6 separate regions of the Mus musculus genome follow, and all the other regions are linked to region 1. The links are chromatin contacts, called in public HiChIP or PLAC-seq and promoter capture Hi-C maps. All regions are on one chromosome and are shown on one strand. The core of a region is the stretch at or near the end of the contact, and the rest is flanking DNA. Distances in the headings are between cores, read along the strand shown. Region 1 holds the start of Wdr20 (WD repeat domain 20). Region 2 holds the start of Wdr25 (WD repeat domain 25). Region 3 holds the start of Slc25a29 (solute carrier family 25 (mitochondrial carrier, palmitoylcarnitine transporter), member 29). Region 4 holds the start of Ppp1r13b (protein phosphatase 1, regulatory subunit 13B). Region 5 holds the start of Begain (brain-enriched guanylate kinase-associated). Region 6 holds the start of Xrcc3 (X-ray repair complementing defective repair in Chinese hamster cells 3).

What was found. Promoter capture Hi-C pulls out the DNA fragments that hold promoters and counts their contacts. HiChIP or PLAC-seq counts read pairs in DNA pulled down with a chosen protein or histone mark.
Region 2: a contact with region 1 is called in an H3K27ac HiChIP or PLAC-seq map of extraembryonic endoderm stem cells, with 7 times the contacts expected there. The contact joins the promoter of Wdr25 here to the promoter of Wdr20 in region 1. A contact is called at or near these places in 3 of 39 promoter capture datasets (the 3T3-L1 cell line, cranial neural crest and hippocampal neurons), 4 of 115 datasets of contacts at active chromatin or transcription factors (embryonic limb bud, extraembryonic endoderm stem cells, forebrain and 1 more) and 1 of 9 other capture datasets (liver).
Region 3: a contact with region 1 is called in an H3K4me3 HiChIP or PLAC-seq map of embryonic limb bud, with 9 times the contacts expected there. The contact joins the promoter of Slc25a29 here to the promoter of Wdr20 in region 1. A contact is called at or near these places in 5 of 39 promoter capture datasets (cranial neural crest, hippocampal neurons, liver and 1 more) and 3 of 115 datasets of contacts at active chromatin or transcription factors (embryonic forebrain, embryonic limb bud and pancreatic cancer cells).
Region 4: a contact with region 1 is called in a promoter capture Hi-C map of liver, with 6 times the contacts expected there. The contact joins the promoter of Ppp1r13b here to the promoter of Wdr20 in region 1.
Region 5: a promoter capture Hi-C map of pre-B cells shows a contact between it and region 1, with 7 times the contacts expected there. The contact joins the promoter of Begain here to the promoter of Wdr20 in region 1. A contact is called at or near these places in 2 of 39 promoter capture datasets (hippocampal neurons and pre-B cells).
Region 6: a contact with region 1 is called in a promoter capture Hi-C map of pre-B cells, with 2.6 times the contacts expected there. The contact joins the promoter of Xrcc3 here to the promoter of Wdr20 in region 1. A contact is called at or near these places in 3 of 39 promoter capture datasets (cranial neural crest, liver and pre-B cells).

The regions. Positions count from the first base shown.
Region 1 is chr12:110,736,018-110,740,160 of GRCm38.p6, reverse strand. It overlaps Wdr20 (WD repeat domain 20), which reads right to left and starts at 2,161. Exons shown (of 3, transcript NM_027149.4): 1 at 1,884-2,161. The coding sequence starts at 2,132.
Region 2 is chr12:108,892,541-108,896,629 of GRCm38.p6, reverse strand. It overlaps Wdr25 (WD repeat domain 25), which reads right to left and starts at 2,358. Exons shown (of 7, transcript NM_177602.3): 1 at 2,317-2,358. Wars (tryptophanyl-tRNA synthetase) reads left to right here and starts at 2,456. Exons shown (of 10, transcript NM_001164314.1): 1 at 2,456-2,561.
Region 3 is chr12:108,833,772-108,838,146 of GRCm38.p6, reverse strand. It overlaps Slc25a29 (solute carrier family 25 (mitochondrial carrier, palmitoylcarnitine transporter), member 29), which reads left to right and starts at 2,271. Exons shown (of 4, transcript NM_181328.3): 1 at 2,271-2,495. The coding sequence starts at 2,462. It overlaps Mir345 (microRNA 345), which reads right to left and starts at 1,174; the gene lies at 1,079-1,174.
Region 4 is chr12:111,905,406-111,909,441 of GRCm38.p6, reverse strand. Ppp1r13b (protein phosphatase 1, regulatory subunit 13B) reads left to right here and starts at 1,387. Exons shown (of 17, transcript NM_011625.1): 1 at 1,387-1,580. The coding sequence starts at 1,572.
Region 5 is chr12:109,065,676-109,069,981 of GRCm38.p6, reverse strand. It overlaps Begain (brain-enriched guanylate kinase-associated), which reads left to right and starts at 1,765. Exons shown (of 7, transcript NM_001163175.1): 1 at 1,765-1,856. The coding sequence starts at 1,815.
Region 6 is chr12:111,811,648-111,815,887 of GRCm38.p6, reverse strand. It overlaps Xrcc3 (X-ray repair complementing defective repair in Chinese hamster cells 3), which reads left to right and starts at 2,009. Exons shown (of 8, transcript NM_028875.3): 1 at 2,009-2,063; 2 at 3,669-3,827. The coding sequence starts at 3,773. It overlaps Zfyve21 (zinc finger, FYVE domain containing 21), which reads right to left and starts at 1,718. Exons shown (of 7, transcript NM_026752.4): 1 at 1,511-1,718. The coding sequence starts at 1,648.

The sequences.
Region 1 (4,143 bases), core at 912-3,411:
AACTATAGTCCTGGCTGGCCACAAAAATCACAATTTGAGTGCTAGGATTGCAAGTATGCACAACCATGGTAGGGTCTAATTACAATTTTTCTAAGATTTCTTTTATTTTTTAAACTTATTTGTGTAAGCTGTAAGTGGGTCTCCAGAACCCAGAAAAGGACATCCAATTCCCTGGAGCTGGGGTTACAGGTAGCTGTGAGCAGCCTAACATGGGTTTTAGGAACTGAACTGGAGTCCTCTGCAAGAACAGTACAGGTTCTTCACCGCTGAGCCTTTGCTCCAGCCCCCAAATGTAGGTGTTGATAATATAAGCTTACATTTATTTCCAGAGAAAAATCTGGTATTTCAGTCAGAGCAGGAATGTTGAGACGGCAGTTCCTCTCAATGCTTGCTTTAACTCTAATTTACATCTCCTGAGTGTGTCAGGACTCTAATGGCCATCACAGCTATTACGAATTATAACATGTGCACTGCAGCCTCCCTTTTTAAAGAAGTGCAAAGGAAAGTTTCCCAGGTATCCAAGGTCAGCCAGCAGTGAGTCAGTAACAGGGTTGGGAACTGCACTAAAACTTCAGTTCCTACTCTTCAAACCACTGGATACTTTCCCAACCCCGAGAGAGGAGAGTCAACCAGCTATTTCCAAACGCTTCGGGAGTTCACTGACAAGAATAAAGACAAGTCAGAAGATTCACCTTGGACCAAAGAAACAAGCTTACGTTTGCACACCATCATTCCTTCCCTTGTCCTCCTAACCGTACAGTGCAACATAAACAGCAGCTGACTTTGGATATAGCCATCCCTGGGAACACGTCCTCTTCAATATGGACAACGTACTTTCCCACTAACTGAACATTTATAAGTGAATCTTCCATCACCTTGTCACATTCCGTTGGAGGTGCTATGGAGTGCATACATTTCCTTACTCTCTCAATGGTCAAAAGTTAAAATAAGCAATTCTTGCCAGTGACCAAAAAATAAAAAAATAAAATAAAATAAAAGCGCCAATAAATTGCTGCTTTTAACGAGACATTTTAAAACTCGATTGCATGCGTCACAGAATTACTGTTAAGTTCTTGGCTGGTTACTTTAAAGTAGCATTTAAGGCCTATCCCTCCCTGTTTGGGACATAGCCTGACTCGTTAGACAAGATAAATCTAGGCACGCTCACACACAACACCTCTGAAGCAACTTAGCCTATTTGAAAACATAATTCCAACCTCCCTAGTCTTGAGTACTCAGCCCTCTTACACTGCAAGGGACAGAATGACCCTCTTCAAAAACCTTTCGGGAGACGGTTCCCTCCGCGGAGACAATGACAGGCGACCTCCCGGAAAGGTTTTTGGAAACAGTGCTGACACCAGGAGAAGTGTCAGTGCGGCAGCAGGTGGAGTAGCCCTGCGTGCCGAGCAGGTCCTTTCTGACCTAGTCTCCAAGTCCTCCGCCTCCCTGTCCCGGTTCCGCCTTACGGACCTTTCCAAGCCGCCTCGCGTCCCGGTTCTCTCACCCAGGGCAGGACTCTCGAGCCTCCCGGGAAGCGAGGCCACCTAAAACGGCCGCCGCACCTCTTCCGGGGACTCGCAGGCCCGCTCCCGGGCGGGATCGGAACCTGACAGACCCCGCCGGGGGAGGAGGCGACCGGCTACTCCCGGGGCATCTCCGCGACCCGGCTCCAGAGCCCCCTCCTCCCCTAGGAGGCAGCGCTGCCGCCGGCGCCTCACTCCCGAAGCCCCCTCTCCTCCGGAGCACCTCAGCGGAGTTACCGGCCCACTCAAAAGTACAAGTGCCGGCCGCCCCCACCGGTCACCCCGGCCTCGCTGTCACCGCCCAGCTCCCGGCCTCGGCCCGCGCCGCCGGCGCGCCCCCGGTGACGCCCGGGTCGGTACCTTGCGGACCCCCTTGTAGATATAGAAGTAGAGCTCCCGGCCCACATTGAAGCAGAGGCGGTCGCCGTTGCCAGACTGGTCGTTGAGGTTTACGAAGGAGACGCGGACAGGGTTGGATCCCTGCGAGTTGAAGGGCACCCGGTTGGGCCGGCTGTACTCCGAGTGCTGCAGCAGCTTGTACAGACCTTCCCGGGTGGTGAATTGGGTCTTAATCTCGTTCATCTCCTTCCCTCCTCCCTCCGTCGCCATCTTGGAAAGCAGCGTTCATCCTGCCCTAAGTGCCCGGATCACGCCCACCGCGCAGGCGCCGTCCTCGGCCGCTCGCTTTCTCCACTCCCCACCCCCTTCTCCGCGGCCCCGCCCACTGGCGAGCCAGCCCCCACGAAGGCGGGCCGAAGCGAAGGGGGCGGGCTAGTTTTTAATGGTCCAACTGCGCACGCGCGCTCACCTGGCGCGCTCCACCCGGAGGGGCGTGCGCAAGCTCCTCCCCTGGGTGCCGCCCTCCTGGTGCGGGTCGAAGCGAGCGCGCTGAGCGTTGGTGCGGGGCTCCTGTCTCGCTCTGCAGCTTCGCTGAGGGACCCGATCCCTAAGAGACGCCACCGCGTTGGCCTTGGCCAGCTGGTGGTCCCGGCAGAGCCTGAGGCGAGCAGTGAAGTCCGGTGTTTGGACGTGTATGTCCCAGCTGTCCGCGATCCTCCCTGGGAAGCTAGGGAGGACTCCGACGGTCCGCTTGGGTGCGGGGTACCGATGCCTGGTGACAAGCCCCTCTACGTCTCACAGAAGATATCGATGGATTGGGCTTTATTACAGCTCAGGGTTTGGTTTGGTTTGGTTTGGTTGGGTTGGGTTGGGTTTTGTAGGCGGGGTGGGAAGAACCGCATGAATGTACAGGACTTGTGTTTTCAAGTCTCACCTGAAACCTTCCTGGTGAGCATTGGCTTGTTCTTGAGAAAGTAGGTTCTGTCGGAACTTCTGTCTCCTGTGCCTCTTAATAAAGGTTAAGCTAATTGATTTTCTTAAAGCCTCAAACGGAACCTGAAGTTGTTTGCCAGGAGAACCATCGAGTTGTGCTGAATATCCTGTACAAAGTATTAGGTGAAGGCAAGCGCACACATTAAAGTAGGACCTAACAGTCACCATTTGATGCTTCGATTTCTGGGTGTGTGCACTGGAATACAAAGGCTTCTAAAGTGATAAACGTTAAAATAGAATTCTAGAGCGGAGAAAATGTTACACGAAGAATGACCTATCCCTGAGAAATCCTGTCTGTAGAGCGAGCCCAGTACACTGTGGGCACCTGTGCTTCCAGACAGAAGGAATGCCTGAGCCCGGAGCTGGGAGGCTGCTACCCGAGCCCACAGACCGAGACTCCAACCTCACAAAAATTAATTGTACACAAGGGGGAGTGTTCTAAAGAAGTATAAATCATAGCCATTTTATGTAGTGGGAAGCAAGTACAGACACAGTAGAAACTGTGCCAGTGATGTAATAAGGCATTTGACTAACATCCTGTAGAACTGGCAAAAGAAAAAAAAAAAAGCACTACAGTAAATCCTTTTTTTGTTGTTTTTGTTTTTGATACTGTATTTCACTAAATAGCCCTGGCTGTCCTGGAACTCAACCAGAGATTAGGCTCCAACTCAGAAATCCATCTGTCTTTAACTACCAAGTGCTGGGCTTAATGGCATGAACCACACACCCAGCTTTAAAATCCTTTTTTTTTTTTTTTTTTGGTGGTTTTTTTTTTTTTCTTTTGGTGTTTTTTTGAGTTCTGGATCAAAGGCATGTGCCACCATCACCTGACTTTAAAAGTCTTCTTAATACATCCCTAGAATGCACTTTAAATTTCATTTTGTTGTTATTTGTCTTTTCCTATGAATGCAAATTTGTCTTTTCCATAAAATGCAAATATGGATCACAACTCTTAAAAATACTAGGGGGTGTTCAGTGGATAATCCCAAGCTCCCATAGCTATGCTATTTTGTACCAAAAACATGTTTATAATGGTCATCTTGAAGGATAAATAACAGCCTGAATTATCTAAAAAGAATTCAGTTTGAATTTCTAGTTAATGGGGGAAAATATACTTTGGGAGGGGACACCTCAGCCAGCAAAAACTGAAAAAAAAGTATATTGACCTTCAACCATAATATTAAATTTCCCATGAGACCAATATACTACTGAGTATGATGACATATGCTTTAATTTCAGCATTTAGGAGGGCGAGACAGATAGACATTAAGGCTGTCCTGAGTACTAC
Region 2 (4,089 bases), core at 1,109-3,608, 1.8 Mb after region 1:
TGATCTGCAGAGTGAGTTCAAGGACAGCCAGGGTCACACAGAGAAACCCTGTCTCTAAAAACAAACAAACAAAAAAAAAGAAAAAATCCGTGTCCAGAGAAACAGAGCAACTGCAGAGTACTGCCCGGGCACGTACAAAGCCCAGGTTGGGTCCTAAGTCACCAGTCAACCCAACTGTGGCAAGAGCAATTCTAAACATGGCATCCAAATCTGTTTGTTTCACCCCAAATGCATAGGTTCACAGGGTACTAAATTTCCATTCAAAAGTTTTTCCTGGAATTCTGAGCATTCACAAATTTCTATCAGCTAGTTCTCAGTAAGAATTGCTTTGGTCTAAAACTCAGTATTAATTCTGTGAGTACAGACAGAAAGAAAATAAGGATGCTGAGCATATCTCAGCCAGCAGAGGGTGGAGTGGGACAAAGTGCAAGCCTGGGCCATGGACCAGCTAGCCCGCTTCTTTTTTTATGCTTGTGTGTTTGCTGTGTAAGTGTATGCATGCCTATGCGAATGTGCAAACCTGTTCTCCTAAATACAAGGAGGCCAGAAGATGGAGTCCTGTGCTGTTTCACTTTCTATCTATTCGAGACATAGTCTGTCTGTGACCTCTTACAGGTTGAGTTACAAGCAAGTGTGAAATGGCTTGTTACATGGGTGCTGGGATCCAAACTTTGGTCTTCATGATTTCAAAACAAGTGTCTTTAACAGATGAACCTCCCTAGCCCATTACAAGTACTCACTATGTAAGCCAGGCTGGTCTTAGTCCAGTCTTCCTGCCTCAGCCTTCAGAGTGCTGGCATTACAAGTATATATCACCATGTCAGATCACACACTGGGCTCCAAAATTCCACTCAAAGCCTTCCACATCTGTCCCCTAATGGCATTATTTGCCCTAAGAATCCCACTGCCATACAAGTCTGCTCATCATCCAATGCCTGTAGCTATCATTCCTACCAGCAGCTGAATCCAGGCAGGTAACAATGTCCACATTTAGAAACATCTTCGAAAAAGGACTTCTAAAACCAGCTTTCCACTCTCCAACCAAACTAAGATCCCACTAGAGACTAACCACACAGAGATAGACCCATGCTCTGCAAATAATTTGATCTCTACATATTCAGCAGGGAGTTGAGGCCAATCTCCTGGTTCCTCAAATGAAACCCATCTGATTCCCACCACCATACTATATAGAGCTCGGTCACAGCCTGGGTTTTAAGCTACACGGTTATCTGCAGGGTAGACTCACAAAAGAGGCCTATAGCAGATCTGAGGACAGTGTGGCTCATCAGCTCCACAGGGGATAGAAAATGAACGACAGCAAGGGACTGGACACCAGATGCACCACACATAGATTTCATTCTCTCACTCAACATCTGCCACAGTAGGCAAAACAGTAAATGATGTCCTTCATTCATCACACTCCCAAGCCATAGAAAGACAAAAACATCCCTGACTCGTGAGCCAGACGATGTCGTGGACTTGTGAACTCAAAAGGAAAAGGATACAGGGTAGCTGGGCCCAAGACTGCATCTTTTTCTGGAGCTGAGACAGGTCTCAGAGAGACTACACCAGTGTGACGCTCTGAAGAGGTTGAGGGAACTAAGGTGTTCACAATACTGTGACTAAAACAGAACCAATACCAATGAAGAGGAGTCAAGGGTGAGTCAAGAAAACATATATGAAGGGAGACGGCTGAGAGAGATGCACACCGTTTAGGAGATGATGGTAGCCATCTTGTACCCAAGTCCAAAAAATGCCATGAGAAAGGGGGGGGGGGGGAGGTGAAACCAAGAGGAAGAGGCTAAATGGGGGAAAAAGAGGACTGAGGACTGAAGTCGAATACTGAAAAGCTAAAGGGAGCACGGATACATGGGGCAGGGTGTCCTGTGTGCTTAGCTCACTGTCCAAGAAGCCTCAATCTGGATGAATTTGCAGACAGCAAGGTGATGGGGCAGGGAACTGGGAAAGTTAAAGACAGAATTTTCCCGTTCAACACACGGGTCCTAGTTTCCTACTCTGTGTTAGGCACTATGATAGATCTGATGTGGGTAGAAATTCACACGGATCTTGCCCCAGAGGCCATGGATACAGGATGGGAAACAAAAAACAGACACGGGTTTTGAAGGATGAGTAAGTTAGCCAAGCTGTCAACACTAATGGGTAAAGAGTTCAGAGCACAGCACTCTAGGAATGAACGGGAAGAACAGGAAGGCAAGCGGCGAGCTGAGCCCGGCGCTAAGAAGCGAGAAGCATGCGGCCGCCACATCCCGGCCCCCTCCCTCCCGGGCCCGCCGCTCACCACACACACACACACACGGAAGCTCTTGGTCCACCCCTACAACGGTCCGGCCAGCACTCGGGCCGCCCAGTCGCGTTCCACCACGACGCCAGCAATTTCAGCCAATCGGAGATGGTCTCTGCCCTCCTCTGCCTGGACAGCCAATAGCGGCATGCCGAGACCGGAAGTTATTCCAGCCGGCTGGTGTTTCCACGGACGCCCAAGAGGTACCGGTGGCTGAACTTGGGGGTGCTGACTGGTGGGGCCGAAGTGGGGGCCGCCGGTAAGTGAGGAGGGGGTGGTCACTGCGCCGGGAGCGAGGGAGGGATGCCGAGGTGGCGCCGGGGCCTTCGGTTGACGCCCCGGCGCCGCGCCCCGAGGATCCAGCTCGGAACCGGGCTGTCTGTTCTCTGGGCACCTGTACCACGAGGGACCGGGAGGCTGCGGCGGCGCCGCCCACCCAGCCTGTCATCGTTTCCCACCGCCTGGGCTTTGCCCTGTAGGATCTCTTTGCCCTGTACGAAGTGTTTGTAAAGCCCCTGGTGCCCGTTTCACAGATGAGGAATCCTAAAGAGAAGCAGAGAAGGAACGCTACTTGCCCACGGTTTTATGATAGCACACCAAGCTCTATGTCCAACATTAAAAGCCTATCTTTCCGCTGCAGTGCACAACTTCAGAGCAAGGCTGCTTCGGGAAGGCAGTGATGTACAAAGCGATATGCCCGTCCTATTTGTCGCTACACTACACACAATTGCAATGATGCTGTGGGGGCGGGAAAGGAAGAGGGTGGGGAGGTCATATGGCGGTCAACCTGAAGAAAGGGACAGCTGATGCAATGCAATGACAAGTAGCTCCGGGCTCTTGAGAGTTTGGTTGGCCTCAGCCGCCTCCTCCCACGGCCCAAGTAGCTAGCCAGTGGCTGGACTTGCTCTTGAAGAAAGCTGGGCAAATGGCTCAAATGCTTTTGGGAACCTGAGTGATTTCTAGGAAACCCCTCAGTAAGTGAAACTGAAAGGGTGTGGCAAAGCAGATAAGAAAAACAATAGTCTCTTCTAAAAAAAAAAGAAAAAAAAAAAGAAACAAACAAAGAAACTGAAAGGGGAAGAGGAGAGTATTAAAGACCTCCACCCTGGCTGGGCAGTCTCATATGTTCAGCTGTCCAGCTTGAGCACCCTTGGACTACACAGCCAGGGTACGTATTGCCTTCTCTGCTAGGCTAGCAGCGTGTTTTCTGTTGTTGCAGTGGTTTGGTTTGGGTCACCTACCTCATATGAGAGCATTGAAGACTTGAGGAGGGTGTGTGTCTGGATTGGGATGTTGTGCATGTATTTCATCTAGTTGACTCAGGTTCAGGTGATGCCCTGGTTTTGAGTAGATGTGGTGGGTGCCCAGTGACCTGTTTGCATTCAGAGCTTGCCCTTCAGCATCTTCAAAGCTCCGGTTGATCTGGCCTCCTTAAGTGGTCAGTGTCTGAATACGTTGACATTCTTATTGTGACAACAGAGTCTGTAATGTCTGTCTTTGTAAATTAGTGTCTTTCTCTTTTAAGGTAGTATTCATAGGGCTCGGCTTGTAGTTCAACTGTTAAAAGGCTAACTTGGCATGTTCCAGGCTCTGGGTTCAATCTCCAATGCCTTTAGTTGGGAAAATAACCTTTCATTAACTAGACCACCATCATCTATCCCCAAGTTTTGTCTTCTGCGATCATGTCAATCTGCAACTATTGTTATCTACTCTTTGAGACTACAGTTCCAAGGTATCTAGAAAGTTTCCTAGGCCACCTTCTTTCCAAGCTGCCCCTAAAATCGTGT
Region 3 (4,375 bases), core at 1,022-3,521, 1.9 Mb after region 1:
AACAATAAAACAATACAGCCCCAGAATCTGGGCGCTCCAGGACTCTCTGGTCTCTCCCCAGCCAACAACCAAGGTCAAGCATTTGGACCTACCTTGTCTTCTGCCTCAGCTCATCAATGGCCTGGGCAAAGGGCTCTCGGACAGCAGGATACCTGCCTCAAGTGGTTCCTTTCTACATAAGTGCCTGCCCCACCCCACCCCCAAACCCCAACAGAGCTGACCAGCAGGCCCAGGGGCCACACTCAGCCACACAGGGCAGATCCTGACCCACCCAGGGTGACATGCAACCTTAGCTTAGCCTTCCATTCCCTCACGCATTTTGTCCCCAAACCTAGTAAGTCCAGACACAATACCGGCCCGCCACAACTGGCCCACCCAAGCTCTGCCCACAGGGTCCCACAGGGTCCCACAGGGTCCCACAGGATCTCTACAGGGTCGGTCTCTAGTCCCTCCAATGGTTCTGCAGCTCAACTATGGAGTGAGTACCCATGTGTGTGTATGAGGCTCCTGAACCCTTCCGTAGAGGGGGTCAGAGCTCCACACAGCTAATGCCAGGAATGACATCCGCATGAAGGCAGGCTCTCCCACGCTCCTACCTGTCTTCCTCTCTCTGGCTTTTTGACGCACGTTCCCTTCAACACAGAACAAGGGCTGAAGAGATGAGGCTCAGGAAGTTCTCCTCTTGCCTTCCCAGCATGCATGAGACCCCGAGTTCCACCTCCAGGGAAAGAAAAGGTAACCAGGTGTCATCATTCAGGAGGCAGGCCATGAAGGTGTCAAGTTCAAGACCAACCTGGGCTACATATCAAGAGCCTGTCTCGAAGCCACAGGCAGAAAGAGCCGTCTTGTCTCATCGGATGCCCTCCCGTTTCTTAGAACCAGAAACCAGGGTGGAGGCGTGAAGACCCGAGCTTTACCACCGGACCCCAGGGTATTCTTATGGCTGTGTCCCTGCAGGAGGATTGCTGGGGTTAATGGCAAAGGCCTCAGGAGGGATCCTACAATCACCCCAGTTCCAGTGTGTACTTCCTTCTTCCTCTTACCACCTGCCTTTAGAAGGCATCCAGATGACTCAAAGCCTGTGGAGATCAAACCCAGGTCTCCAGACCCCTAGTTCAGGGCCCAGTAGCCACCACAAGCACTGGACTAGGGGTCAGCAGGCCTGGACTTGGGTGTCGGCTTCACGAAGGGTCCATTCAATTCCAAGGATAAACACCACCTCTCAAACAACACTGGGGTCCCTGGTCTCAGAGCTGCCCCTCCATCAGATCTGCCATCCCACAACTCCGCGCCCAGTTTAGGGAGGGGAGAGGCAAGAGCAGAGTTCGAGTAACCACAGGAGTCTGTTACTCCACTCTCAGCTTAAAAGAAAGTCACGACCAGCAGAGGCCCGGTAAGTGATGGCTGTATCCATCACTTGGACTTGCTTCCAGACTCCTTGCTGTTGTAGATATTACCAGCAACTGGGGGGGTGGGGGGCGGCGCGTCGGGTTCTTAGCCCACCTCAACTTTAATGCTCTCCAAGCCTGGAATATCTGCTTGCTCCTTGTCCTGCACCTAGCTCACCCTGTCCCAAGGCCCAGAGCTGCAGTCAGATGCCCGCGCCCCTGATCTGGCCTGCTGGCGGCTCCCAGGAACACGTCGGGCTTGGCGGCACCCTTCCATCCTCAGGCCCCATCCACAGGCCCCTTCTGTTTGAAAACGTTTCTACGTCCTTCAAACTCAAGTCCCTGTCTCTGCCTGGGTGCACTGGGTCCTCAGTACTCCTGCGCGTTCGCTTAAGAAGATCCGGGGCCTCAGAGGCCCCTCCAAGTGGGCGGTCGTTCTCGAACTTTCCCAGCAAGCTGAGTCCAAGACCAAAGTAGGCCTTGGGAGAGTCGCGGCGTTCCACGTGTGCACTCGCCACTGTGTCCTCTTGACACAGGCAAGGACGATGAGGTTGAGCAGGAGAGTCGCATCCAAATACCGTGAGGGGTCCGAGGATTGAAGCAGATCGAGCGCCGCCCTTCGGACCGTGCGGTTGGGAGGTTCTGGGCTCCAGTGTGCAGTGTGCCCACCGCACTGCCCCTTCCTTGCGCCGTGCGGGCGGGCCCGAGAAGCACAGTCTTTGTCTACTGAGCCGGGAGGCACCCCCGCCCGCCGCGCCCGAGGCCACACCTTCCAGGCGCGCCCAGCCAATGAGACTTGGCGGCGGCACCCGGAGCACGGGGTGTGTCCGTGCCTCGCTTACCGATTGGTTGCGCTCTGCCCCCGCGGGGGCTGAGGCCGACGGGGCGGTGCGAGCGGTGCGAGGTGAGGCCCGGCAAGCTGGACGCCAGGGGAGTGCTTTTCTAGGAGTCGCCATCCAGTCGCCTCCCCGACCCGGCTGCGCGCCCGGAGGCCAGATAGCAGGAGTCGCGACGGCCAACCGCGGGCCGGGCCCGAGGAGTAGTAAGACACAGCCGGCTCGCCGGGCCGGGCCATGGCGCTCGACTTCCTGGCTGGATGCGCCGGAGGTAAGGAGATGACCGGCATGCCAGGCGGGCGTTCTGGCTGGTACGCGGCGACAGGTGTCTTCTTGACCCTTCCGTGCGCACTGAGTGCAAGGTCTGGGGATCCTGGCAGCACCGCGGCTTGGCCGGAGGCAGGGACAGAACAGAAGGATGCGGGCGCGCAGCCTACTGATCCCTTCCCGCAGCTGTCTGAGCGAGGCTGGTGACACCGCGCGACCTCCTAGAAGGCTGGCCCGACCCCAGGCGCCCAGCACTTCCCATGCATTGCTTTAAGCTGCTGGAGGGCTCAGGAGAGGAGGAGGCGGTCCACCGGGTGGTCAAATAAATGGTCATGTCAACCTGACTGAAGAGCGCTCGAAGCTGAGAGCAGGCTAGGTCTGCCCATGACACTACCGTGCGGACCTGTTGAACGTTTAGTGCCTTTCCTTTTGCCTAGAGGATTAGTTTATTTACTAAGTATTAAATAGAGCCTGGTTTAGCCGCTGGGATTCCAGGTGAATCGACTGAGGTGGTAGTGGTCTGGCTGGTTATATGTTCAGCTCTGAGGCCCAGACCTGGCTCCTCATCCACCTGTCCTGCTGTCTTCATCCTTCATAGCCCTACCCGGAAAGGTCTCTCCTGGAACAGTGATAGGCTGGAGTTGGCCTTAGGTGCTTAATCCGTGCTTGCTTCTTCCTGGATGGAGAACATTGCTGTCTGGCAGAATGCCTTCCCTGAGCAGTGACGTACCCTCTAGGTGCTTGAGAACCACCAGACTGTCACCAAGTCTTTCTTCTGTAAGCTGTGGGAAGGCCACAGAGATTTCCACAAGCAGGTGGAGAATTAGAGACCCAGAAAGAGCCCCATGCTAGCCCCAGCTGTAACAGGGCAGGTGAGGGCATCTTCAATGGCCAGGACTCCTGCCGTGGCCAAGACCCCCTTGTACTGCAGTTTCCCCAGGGCCAGAGTTACCTCCATTTGTAGCCTGGGATATACAGTTGATCTGGGGAGCATATATTCACCCTGAGGCCAGGCTTGCATAGAGACTTTGAGCACCCCCACTGTCCCACAAGCCCATGGGCACTTGCTCAAGTAGGCCCTCCCTGCCTGGGATACCCATCTGTCTTCAACCAGCCTGTCTCAGGGTGGTCATGTGCCCTGTCTCCAGCCTGGTCTGCATTCTCACCCAGGGTGTGTAGAGAGTGCCCAACTACGTGAAGTCAAGCACTGACTTCATGCACGTCTGAGGTTTCAGCTGAATAGAGGTGGAGGTCACCAACAGAGTAAGATTCATCATCTAGTAAGGAAAGAAATGGGGCGTGGAGTGGGAAACACACACTTAGCCTCTCTGATTTGGTAGGGCAGCTGCGGGGCAGACAACAGTCTGCTTGTGCCCCAGGCTTGCCTTCCAGGTTCCCAGCTCTGCTCAGTGCATGCTGTCAGACAAGCTTCAAGACACGTGGGGATTGGGCCTTCTAATGTATCCGCTTGGTTCCTTCTGGCTTTGGTCCTTTCTCTCTGAAGGACAGGATGATGGTGCGGCCTCTTTCTAGAGGAAGAACATACCATGGGTGTGCCTGCATGGCCCAGGACACATCCTATCCTGCTTTTAAACTCTCTGAAAGAATGGCAAGCACCCTGACTTGACTGGTTTCTGGTAGAAAGCTGTCTGGTAGAAGGATGGGAATACCTGTGGTCTCTCCCTGTTGTGAGGGAACGGGTCTCAAATGTGGAGGCCACAATAGCCCCTTGGTTCTGGATAGGGCATGGGTCAATGTGACAAAAATGCCAGATCACTAGGTAGTGTCTACGAGGAGAGGACAGACCTGTCACCACTCTCAGACCTGTGCTGCCGGCTCCTCTTCCTGTCCTCGGATAATCAAGGTGTGTGAGCTGCCCTGTCT
Region 4 (4,036 bases), core at 138-2,637, 1.2 Mb before region 1:
AAGTATTCATACATCACACCTGAGAGAGAGGTACTATTATCCTACCACATCCTATGACAGATATGAGCTCGCTGAAGATCACACAGCGAGGGTGTGTCAGCAGTGGTGTGGAACCAAGTCTGTTCAACTGGAAAGTCCACGCTCTCAATCACTAACCCCCATGGCCTCTTAAGCTCAGGTGTGGCTGCCCATAAGGGGGCTGGTGTAACTCTGGCCTCCTCCCTCTCTCTGCCCCGACTTAGCAGCAGCCTCCCGCCACTCAGAGAACCAGACAGGCTATAAACTGCCCCTGATCAACATCTGCTGCCCTCTCCAGGGGTTGGGTACTTCCCAAGGTGATCTACCCTTTCTGTGTTTGGGGTCATCCAGCTGTCTTCATGTTTCTGGAATCTCATGGAAGTTTAAGCCCGGTGCAGCTCATCAGCCGTTGTGTCTCATCTGTCAGAGTTCAGGCAAATGGCACAATGTGGAGTACTCAGAAAGGGTGCCTGCCCACCCGGCAGCCTCTGCTGAGGGTCTGCTCTGGGGCCTGCTCTACCCTCTGTCACTCAGGCTCCCTAGTTGGAGGGAAAAATGACACAGGAGACAGCATTCTAAGGACAGACCTGGACCCTGAAGGTACAGATTGGACTCTGCCCTGGGACGTTCCAGCTGGATCTCCAAGGATACTGACACAGGTGGGGATGGGTCCTTCGGTCTTGGGATGGATCGTGTGAAGGGCTGAGGCTGAGAGCCTGTATGTCCTGTCCAGGAAGGCTTCAATGGCTCAGCCCGCGGTGGAAGCGGGGGCAGAGTCCCAGGTCTCTGGGGCCCGGGACACTGAGCGGTATGCAATCGGCTGATGCAGACACATCGGGGACACCCTGTGCCCGCCTGATAGGATCCGGCCTGTAGCCTCGCATAGCGCTGGACACCTAGGGTATATGTTACGGTCAGAGTTGGTCTGTGGCCAGCTCGCCACTGGCCTCTCGGACCTGAGAGGTTCGAGTCTCCACCGGTCGCGACTGTGGGCCGGACCCAGCCGCCCTTTCCTCTCTGTCCTTTGCTTCCTATTCGTCCGAGGTGACCCTGAGCCGAAGTCTCGCAGACACAAGGTTCGGAGGTCCCTGGGCGCCCCAACGCCCCCTTTGCTGGTATGCAGGAGGAGGGGCGGGGTCGGCGTCCGCAGCGCGCCCCTCCCCCGCCGCCGAGAGCGCAGACGCGCACGAGCGCGCTCTCACCTGGCCGCGGCGGAGAAGCCCCGCCCTCTTATCCCGCCTACCCCCACCGGACCAATCATAGGTGGCGTAGGCGGGTGGGGGAGCGACGCGTGGGGCGGGGCCTCCGCAGCCTGCGGGGTGAGCCGAGTGGGTGGCGGAAGGCGGCCGGCTTCGGCAGAGGCGGTGGCGGCGGCTGAGGGACGGCGACGCGGCACGCGGGGCGGCGCGACAGGACGAGCGAGGGCTGCGCGGCTCTCCGCAGCTGCCGCCTCGCCGCAGCCGGGCCGCAGGGCGCCGCAGCGGGTGCGAGGCCTGTGAGGCGGCCGGAGCGGCGTCCTGTCAGGCGGCGCGGGCGCGGCGGACGGCGCCGCGATGATGCCGGTGGGTGCGGGCGGCGGCGCCTCGTTCCCCGGCCCCCGCGCGAGGCGGGCCCGGCAGGGAGGAAGCGGCGGGCGGGCGTGCAGGGCGAGCGAGCGCAGGGGCAGGTGGGGGCGGCGGCTGTCAGCGGGCGGGCGAGAGAGCGAGCGTGGGCGGGGTCGCCGACAGGGCGAGCGGCCTCCGCAGGGCTGCGGGCTGCGCGGGGCTGCGGCGTGTACGGCCCCTCCCGGCCAGCGACCGGTGCCTCGATTTCCTCGGCGAGGGCACCCGGGTGCGGTGTTCGCACGCTCGGAATATGTGTTTCCCCTGCACTGGGAGGAACGCATGCCGTGCGTGGATTCAGAGAGCCATCTTAGGAATCCCCTTGCCGAGGCTTCTCCGTGGGTACATTTGCTCCACCTGGCGTGATGTCCCTATGTCCTTAAGGTTGAGCCGGTTGTGTGTCACTCGAGCCTTTGTCCTGCTCTTAAGGATGCTTTTGGCCAGGAAGACCTTCGTTTTGGGGGTTGCCACCTTCTTTGCCTTTTCCTTTACCTGCGTGCGGTACAAGCAGCAGTGGATGCTGAATTCTCTCCTTTTTTAAATAGGCTTTTTGTGAAGTGTATACGTCGTAATTAATGGGAAAAAACGTGACATAGATTGTACCCAGTTGGGCGTGTTGTTTTTAGAGTGTCTATTGAGTAAAAAAATCTCAGACTAATAAAATAACACACAATCTATTTTTTTTTTTTTGTTCGCTTGTTTTAGAAGTGCTGGGGGTCAAACCTGGGCTTTGCAGGACTAGGCCAGTGTTTCTATCACTGAGTTTATATATCCCAGATCCACAGAAAAAAAAAATTGAAGCCTACGTGGAAAGATCACGTTTCAGAGGGGAAATATGTCTCTGCATTTTTACTTGAATACTGTCGTTCTGCTATGCTGCACCCAAGCTCATTAGTTTACAAACCACCACCCCTTCAAATAATTTCCTGTTTCTTGATAATCTCTTCTCCCTCCTTTTGAACTGATTCCAACCCCTGGTGTTGGTGGAGTTTTAAGATTTAACCTACTTGATCCTTAAATCCTTTGGTGTTAGGCTTGTTGAATGCTAAGCATGTTTTTAAACGATTGCCTTGTAATGGAAAGAGCACTAAGTGGGCGTCAGAAGAGCTGGGGTCAAATAATTGTTCTGGTACCTCTTCATATTGTGTCCTTGACAGAGTTGAGACTGAATTCCCTCTAAAATAGGGATAAGAACATATCAGTATTTGAAGTACCATCATGAAGATCAGTCAGGACGCTTTTCAGAATTGTTGAGCAGAATGCCATACCACATTTTAAATATAGCTTTGGGGTTTCAGTTTGAGATTCTAATCTTTACAAGATACACTTTATTTCTTCCCTTTTCTTACTGGCTCCATGTTGAAAAGGTATTGTGGTGTTTTGGAACGTTGCAGTTAAGTCCTGGTAGTTGCGGTGATAATGCAGTCACACTACAGTAATATTGAAGATTATCAAATGTTTGGCAGGTTTTATCCCTCATTGTGTAGTGTTTAATTATAAATGCTCTGTTAGGAAACTTGTATTACTTTTCCATGTGTTAGCGCAGACATTTTTACTTCTATCCATGCCGTTGAAGGATAACAAATTTTGTTTTTAAAATGTTTAGTCTGAAAATGGGATGTTTACTTTAAAAACTCAAATAGTGCTTTTTAAAGCTGATCTTATATTAGTTTAACACTGCTTTTTTTTTAAAGATACTTTGAGAAACCGATGGTGTTTTTCTTAATCCCTTTTTGTGTTTTATTTTTGTATTTTCTTCTTTATCTCTAAAGATACTACTTGTATGGTTGAGTCCTTCCTCTGTTAACACAGGTTGGAGGTACTTGTAAATTTAATACAACTTTTAACAACACATCTTTCCTTCTTCATAATATCTTATACCATGTATCCAAAGTGTAAATGTGATTTTTCTGGCTTTATTGTATATTTGGTGTTGATCATCACAGTGAATCATCAAAGGAAGACTGGTTCTTATGCTGTGGTTGTTCAAAGCAGTAGGACTGTCAGAATTTAATAACATTAGGATCAAATGCAATATAAAATACCTTAGGTACTATAAAAGTAAACAAAGCCAAGTAGTTCTCTACATACCTTTTTGTTAGCTGTGCTTATCTGAATTATACTTTTTAAATTACATGTATTTGTTGTATGTGCACAGTACCCACCATTAAGTATGCAGATCAGAAGATAACTTATAGAGGAAGGCTCTCCCCTTCCACCGGGTGGGTCTCTGGGATCAAACTCAGGTTGTCAGGTTTGATAGCAGTGCCTTCACCCACTGGGCCATTTCCTCACTGTGAGGTCACCTGAACTATAATTATAAAAAGTGATCCCTTAAGTCATCAATGTGATGGTGGACTGTTTTGTTGTTGTTTTTCAAGATACGGCTTTTTTGTGTAGCCTCTGCTATCCTTTAT
Region 5 (4,306 bases), core at 516-3,015, 1.7 Mb after region 1:
TAGCAGGCAGGAGCCATTGGCCCCTCCCCTTCCTCTCTAGCCATCTGTGCATTGGCAGCAGAGGAGGCAGGGCAGAGGAGAACAGCGTTCTGGCTTCACCTGAGCAGGACCCATCTCTAAGGGAAGGCTACAGCCCAGGGCAGGAAATATAGACAGAACCCAGTTCTATGGGCTACATCTGTGTTCTCTGTTTTTCCCTTCAGGCCTTTGGAGGCCTGTATGGGGGAAAGTAGGACTTTAAGGACTGTTCCATCTCTGTCAGGAGGACCGCAGTGATCAGGATTGGTGGCCCATGCTACCTCTAACTTCAGCATGGGTTAACTCAGATCCCCAGAGCAAGAGACACATCCACAGTGAGTCAGAAGTTAGCATAAGCTGGCCACCGTGGGCCAGGGCTGCCTTCTTGTACCTGCCTCAGTTGTGGTCCATACTCCTAGAGTTAGGAGGAGCATCCTGAGGCTCACTGAACCCTCCCCTTCCACACCTATTACAGAGTAATGTCCCTGGGGAAGATAAGGGACACTCCTAACTTCTACCCCACCCCCACCCCCGTGTCTGCCTGTTCCTCCTGGAGACTCACTTTTATTGCCTCTCTCTCTTCCTTCGCTGTCAGCACACTTTTCCTGTGCTGTCACAGTGCCTGAGTGCACCAGCTACTCCCCTAATTAAAGGAGAGAGAAGCTGCAATGTACACAGCACATAAGGCCGAGGGGTGGATGGTGGTGACAGCCCCGTGACAGCATGGATGTCCTCGCTGCCCCTGGACCGTACACTTAAAGGTGATTAAAATGCTAACTCTTGACATGTATGTTTACCACAGTACAATGTCAACATACGTGCTGTAGTCGCTGCTAGTATCCCCTTATCTCCCTCGGAAACCATTAACACTCAACCGTTCAGCCCACAGGCCCTGAGAGAAGCCAAAGGTAGGCTCTGCTGTCTTTTTCCCCCACCCCAGATCCTTCCTGGCCCCATGTGATTGACTCTACTAGACTGGAAAGATGCTCCCGGGGCAGAAGGGGGACCCTGGTTTCTCGGGACTTATGCTAGTTAGCTTCCATACGTGCTCCAGTTTGGTTGGGACTATCAGCACCACTATGCCAGTGTCTCACCCAGGGCCAGAATAACCTGACAAGTCCTGAGCGCTACTGGGGCCAGAGAGGGATGCTCTACCACAGTCACAGTTGCCCTCCTGAAGTCATGATTCCTTTTGGATTACTTCTTGGAAAGAAGGAGCCCCTCCACTATTATGGAGCTCCCAGACAGAGATTTACAGGCCAGTCTTGGAAGTATATAGGGGGGCTGCTGCAGTTTAAGGAACCCATGACAGGTATGGGGGCTAGGCATCGGCCAGAACTTGAAGGGCAGAGCAGTGGACTACACCCTTGGAAGTCACTGTCCTGTCTGTAAACTGCAAGGTCCCTGAGGGCAGGGACCTGTCTCTCACTGCCAAGTCAGTCCCTGGGGACCTGAGTGGCCGGTACACAGCAGGTACCTACTAAATGCTGGTACCCCACCCCCAAGCAGGGCCCGGGACACAAGGCGTTGCACCCCACACTCCTCCATTCATGCCCGCCGCCATTCATGCGCGCGGGACTCATTCACCCCGCGCGCCGCCATTCCGCGCCCTGTGCGCCCCGCGCCCACCACGTGCGCCCTGCCCGGCGCGGCGCGGGGAAGCGCCGGAGCAGCCGCGGCTGCGCGGGGCCGGGGCTGGCGGGGAGCCGGGCCGGGGGCGGGGGGCGGGCGCTCCCTGCGGGAAGCGGGGCGCTGGGGAGCCCCGGCCGCGGGCTCGGGCGCGCAGAGCCGGGGCCATGTGGACGGGTGGCCGGCGGCCGGGCCGGCTTCGCCGGGCGGTGAGTACCCGAGAGCCGGGCTGGCAGGGCGCGGGGCGGGGCTGGGCGGCGGGCACCACGCTGGGGCGGTCCCTGCGCGCGCCCGCGGCGGCCCTGGGTGGCGCCGGGGCCCGGGGCCCTCGCGCGGGGCGGGGCGGCCGGGCCTCCGCGGCTGCTTTGCGCGTGCGGCCTGAGGACTTGCGGAAGGCGGGTGTAGGGGGCCCGGCTGAGCCCACCCCGTTCGGGGGGCGGCCCTGGAGAGGCCGCAGAGCCGGAAGGAGACTGGCCAGGGACCGCTTCCCGAGCGTGGGCCGCGCGTGGGCCCGCGCATGCCTCGGGCACCTTCATCTCCGGCCGCCCTAGCAGGCCGCCAGCAGTCCTCCCCATGGACAGGCGAGGAAACTGAGGCTGGGCAGGCAGGGCCACTCTGCAGGCGCTGACCTGCTCACAGAGCCCCTGCACGTTGGCTGGGAATTTCTGCCCCTAGCATTTCCGTTTCCTGCCTGGTTTAGAGGTGTTTCATTCCTCGTGTGTGCCCACCCCATCAGAACAAGGTTCCTTTGGGGCAAGAGCTGCGTGGGCGACATCTCGGAATCTCCTGAGGGAGCAGGATGGGAGCTGGGAAGGTCCCCTGGAGCAAGGGCTGGCTGCAAGAGACAGACAGGAGCCATGCAGGTGTGCAACCCTGATGCCCAGGGTTGGTCCACCAGTGCAGTCCCTGGGCACATGTGGGGGACATCATCTTTCTGGATTCCCTTATCCTGAGGTCCCAATACCCTGGGCCCCTGGAGGCCATGGGATGCTCTCTTAGGTTCTCTGGGCCTCAGTTCCCCCACTGTCCAGGAGTAAGTGGTCTTTGCTACTCTCAAGTCTAGGCTATGAGAAGGTCTCTAGGAGGAAGCCCCTTTTCTGTGCTGTGTCTGGGCAGCCCAGTAGGGCAAGTGGCCTTTGGGGACGGCTCTGCCTGGCATCTGTGACAAGCAGGGCGGGGAGGCAGCAGCAGGGCCTGGCAGCCTCCTGCAAACCCTTAATTTTCCCACAGCTCACTATAATCAGGGCGGCTCTGGAAAGCAAGCACAGTGGCAGATGCAGGCGCAGGGCGAGGGGCTCCTGAGCAGCACCAAGGACCCTCCCAAGTTCCTGTCTCACATGTGTTCATTCCTGTGGCCTGCTCTGTGTGCTGGCTCCTGAGTAGTGAAGTGGGAAGTCAGGGATGCCTGGGGCCATGGCCTGTAAGAACTTCTCATAGGCTGGAGGTCAGGTGAGGGACCCACATAGGCCAAGAGCAGAATTCAGTGTGAAGCAGTCCGGACAAGGACTTACTTTCTCTTTCTCTCTCTGTCTCTCTCTCTGTCTCTCTCTCTGTCTCTCTCTTCTCTCTCTCTCTCTCTCTCTCTCTCTCTCTCTCTCTCTCTCTCTCTCTCTCGGCCTTGAGCATCTGGTTGGCCTGCAGTGGCTGCCATTTATAGAATACTGACTGTGTACTGGGTATCGTCATTAGCACCATCCCCGTAGCAGCATCCCGGAGAGTGAATGGACGGATAAGTGAATGAATGAGTGGATGGGAGAGAGGGACAGCAGTCAGTCAGCAGGGCTTGGACACAGTCCACAAGAATTCCCCACAGCTTCCAGGAGAAGACCCACAGGCTAAGCTGGGGGAGATGAAGTTAGCACTGGGTTAGCAGGAAGAGGCTTGCAGGGAGTGAGAAGGCGTGAGTCTGAGAACCACAAAAAGCATCCTGCAGAAATGTTCAGTCAAAGGCCAGGGCAGCCCTTCCAGTTTAAGACTCTGATGGTCAGAGCTGCAAACTGTGTTGGTCCACAGTTGTCCCAGGGTCCCCTCTCACCTCCCATCCTGCCTCAGAACTCGTCATGTGACTAATGGAGAACTTTGGACAGGGTTTGAAGCCCTAGGTTCCAGTCTCTGTTCTGGGCTGATTTGCTGTGTGACCTCTACAGAGCCTGGTGTCAGAGGTCAAGCCCCTAGGACAGCCTGAGGAGTGACTCAGAGCAGTCCCCAGCAGGTGACTGGTGACTGGCAGCTGGATGGTGCTATCCCTGTTGGGTCAGTCTTAGGAATGGGCAGATGGGTGAATGGGTTGAGGCATCCTCTCTGCTCACCTTGCATAGTTTCTTTGGACGCACACTATCACTTAGGCAAACCAGCCTTCAGGAGCTCATGGTCTAACGAGAGATGTAGATCCTAGCCAGCATAGCAGGGAATGGGAAGGTATTTCTATGTCCTACTAATCAAGAAGAGGCCAACAAATGAGCCTGGGAGTCAGCATGGTGCTTCAGAGGGAATCTCCTTCAGGAATGCAGCAGCTATCCAGCCCTAGGCTGAGCCAGTGAGCTGAAGTTGTGTCCGATCAACAAGCTTTGAACTAGGTTGGGAAATGGGGTAAGAAGAGAAGTGAAGAGACCATAGGTCATACGTTGGTGCATGCTGAGATGGAGGGGAGGGGAGATGG
Region 6 (4,240 bases), core at 760-3,259, 1.1 Mb before region 1:
CCACCTCCCCAACACCCACTCCGTCCAGGGGCTGGAGTCCAGGTTGTATTCCAACATACACACACACACACACACACACACACACACCCTTTTTTTTTGTCTTTTTAAGACAGGGTCCCACTGTATAGCCCTGGCTGGCCTGGAACTCACTACCCTGAACTCAGACACCTACCTACACCACGAATGATCACGCTGGCCCATTCCTAAGCCCACACCCACTTCAGGGACGCTAAGTGCACTCGAGGGTTGTGCTCAGTTATCTTTGCACCCAAGAGGAACTATGTGCTCAGATGCCTAAGTACAAAGGTAAAGTGCAAAACTGAGGGCACAACCAGGAGGGCAGGGACGGCTCAGTGACACACCTGGTATAGCCAGGGGCTCTGAGTACAAGATGAACCTTCTCCTTCAGGGCTCTCAGGAACTTCAGAGTTTGGGGGGTGGGGTGGGGTGCAGAGCAACAGCAGCCAGGCTACAACCTTCTGGCTGCACGCACGGGTGGCTCTCCAGTCCCTGTTTCAAGAACACTGGACCTCACTCTAAGAAGCCGCTGGCCTCGGCCACCTGTGGATGAGCTCTCAAGGGGAAAGAAGAGCAGCTGATTAGAATTCCAAGCAGGGACTCTAACTTAAAAAATTTGGGAGGAGGCCAGGTGTGGTGAAGCACATCTTTAACTCAAGAGGCTGAGGGAGGAGGAGTTCGAGGACAACATAGCAACAGTGTGTGGTAGAGGCGTGTGGTAGTGCATGCCTAGCACTCTGAAGGCAGATCTTATGAGTGCTAGGCCAAGGACGGGGAGGTGGGAGGGGGAGAGGGGAGGAAGGGAAGGAGAGGGAGAAAGGGAAGGAGGGAGAGAAACAGAAACATGGATGAATTTACACGAGCCATTAAGATAGCTCACCAAGTAAAGGCACGTGCCGCCACACCTGAGACCTGAATTCCGTCCCTGGGACCCAGATGGTTTAAGAAAACTCTCTTCTACAAATTATCCTCTGATCTACACACCAGCGCTGTGACATTGGGGACAAAGGCACATACACACATGAATAAATGAAGAAAAGTTGTTTCAAAGTTTATCAAAGTCGCCAGTACTTTCGTTGGTGTCTTTTAAAGATATTTAATTTGCTTTGAAATAAAATCGCATGGAATGCGTGAATTGCTCCTATTTTCTCCCAAGTGGCCAAGCTTTGCAGAGTTTAGAACTTCGAAGATTGCAAACCCTTTGGCACCGTTCCTCCGTGGGCAGGTGGAGGCGGACTCCCTCACCCTCGCCCCACGGACACACTCCAGCCCCAAACTCGCGCACGGCTCACGGGTGAGCCGCTCCACCGCTCCCCCTCGGGCCTCCCCGGGGCTCCGCACCGCGCAGCCAATGACCGCCAAGGAATGGAAAACGCCCCACAGCGCAGAAGGGACAGCGGGAACGCCCGGAGGGGAGCCGCGGCCGAGCGTCCCTAGGACGGAGGCGGGAGACGCCCCGGCTCGGGTTGGGGACCCGGGGGCTAGGACGCACCTCCTTGTCCGGAACCCACTGCGGCTCCTCCAAGCCGAAAGGGCTTCCGAAGGCGCGGTGCTCCGGCACCATGCGCAGGCCACTTGGCGAGCGCACAAGCTTCTTGGCGTCGCGACGCGCGGCCACCCCCGAGGACATGTCTCCGCCTGAGCCCCTCACGCCACCGCCCGCGCTGAGCCCACACAAGGCGCCACCCCGCCCCGCCCGCAGACACGATGACAGCTCCGAAGCCCAATCCGCAGCCAGAGCTCGTAATATGAACCAATCGGAGAGTAGTATCCGCCCCAGAGTCGCCCTTCTCCAATCCGTGCAAGGATCCCGCCCCTACGGCTGGCCACCAATCGGCGGTGAAGACCGGAGGGGCACCCTCGCCCCTCTAGGGAGAGTGTGACTTCGGATTGGCCAATTAGTCAGCCACGTAGGCGCCTCTTCGTTTCTTCTGGGTGGAGCAGACTCGGACTCTGGCCTCTCATTGGAAGAGAAGATTGAGATGGGCGGGGCTTCAGGAGCGGGCGGAGCGCGCGGGAGACTTGCGGGGTCGCTGATCCGGGAGGTGAGTTAGCTGATCGCGAGTGGCCGAACATGGGGTGGCGGGAGAGGACAGAGGACACTGTGGGTTTCGAGCGCCCCAGGTCGGGACTCAAGAACGAGCTTCCCCAGCGGGGCACCCCTTCAAGCCCGTAGCGGGGTTTGAAGGAATCGAACTGAGCGCGGGACCTGCTTTCCGCACTAGAGTCCCAGGCCAGCCACAGCGTGACCACTCGCTGCAGATTTGATCTGTGACTTTTGTTTTTCTTGTGGTGTTCGTAAGGACGAGTCACATTGTGCGTGTAGCCTAGGCTGGCCTTGGATTCAGCAGTCCTGCCTCAGCCTTCCTCGCACTGATACAGGTGTGAGCCACCGCGCGCGCCTCACCCTCTAGCTTCTTTGGGTAATTGGCCAAATCAGCTACCCAGGAGCTTTGCTCTCTCTCTGACACAATTGGACACACTCTAGCCCAGTTGGAGGGATGAGCTGGTGTAACCCTACTTCTCCGGAAGGCAGGCGGCCAAGTGGAGCATGGAGCTCTGTGCTTTTGTCTGAGACACAGGTTCTCAGTGTTGAAGTAGAAGTTGCTCAGTGGCACTTTGTAAAGCAAGGTTAGCTGCCTCAAGGCCTTGGCATTTGCGGGTGCACAGATAGAACCCGCCCCTGACTATGTCCTCTGTCCAGTCTCCACCAAGCCCTGTGATTGCTCTGGTTCACCACTGGACGCTGTAGCGATGGCTTGGGGGACCTTTGAGTTCTGGTGCCAGAGCTTTGTGTCTGAAAGCATGTTCTCCCTTCCCTCCTGCCCTGTGTGGTGTGGTGTATGTGTGTGTGTTGTATGTACATACGTGTATGTCCGTTTGCATCCGTACTGATGTGTGTGCGTGTGTGGAAGGCAGATGTCTGACATATATTCCTCCATCACTTGCCCTACGAACCCAAAGTCCACAGATTCAGCCTGTCGGCCTGCTCTGAGGAACTTGTCTCTGCCTTCTGAGCCCTGGGATTACTGGCAGCCCACCAAACCTGCCCAGCACCAGATCTCACGTCCTCGGCCTCCTCAAACTTGGCTCCTGAGCCACTCCACCCCATCCTTAGTGCCTCTTGGCACTGTCATTTGAACCCATTGCAGTGTACTGTAGGACACGCCTTTCCTCACACTGGCCTGGTGCTGTCCCCTCCGGGCCCCTTTCGGGAGACTTTCTCTGTGCTTTCTGGTACGGTGGAGCTGCCTCTTCTGTTGTTCTCTGACCAGGTTCAATTTCTCCCACCATCCTTCAAAATCCCAAACTCACAAAAAGCTGGGGAATGCTGAGCAAGACCCCTCTATGCCCCAGGAAGTTGAAGGGGAGCAGCAAGGGGCAGCTACCTTGTCCCACCCCCCCCACCCCCACACCCCCACCCCCCCGCACTGACACCTTCAGGATGTTGACTACGGCTGAATTAGTTCTGTGCCAACATCTGGAGTGAACCTAGGCTTCCAGACTGCCTAGTCCTCCTCAGGGTTGACGGTGCACGCAGGAGCACCATCCTTAGCTCTCATGGACCGGGAGACACCTGTCCTCGGCGCTCAGTGGGACACCTAACCACACTTTGGCTTCGGACCGCCCTGTGTGTCACCTTCCCACAGGAAGTCTGAGTTGGTGTGTGTCACCATCCGTCGCTGTGTGCCTGTCAGCTCTGCTGTGTGCTGTCACCGTCAGCTCTGCATGCCCCTGCTGAGACCACTTAGGAATGGACTTGGATCAGCTGGACCTAAACCCCCGAATTACTGCTGCGGTTAAGAGGGGTATGTGTGTGGTGAGCAGGGCACACAGGCACTGTGGGCAAAACAAGCTGCACTCTCTGCACCACCCACGCCTAGCGGCTTCTCTCCTTTTCAAAGCGGGGTTGGTTGGTCTCGCAAGGGGCACCTTTGGCACCTGAGTTCCCAGAGGGCTGTGGCTGCAGAGGGCGAGCTGCTCAGCCCGCATGTTCCTGGCAGCTCTTTCTGCCACTGTGTGAACTAGTTTGATATATCTGCAATGTATTATTTTTTTCTTTTTCATTTTTCTTTCTTTTTAATTGCAACAGGGTCTCACTGTGTAGCCCTAGCTGGCCTGGAACTCACTTGTAGACCAGCCTGGCCTTGAACTCACAGAGCTCCTCCTGCCTCCATCTCCCAGTGCTGGGAGCAATAATTTCTTTTGCTAACTGGTTTGA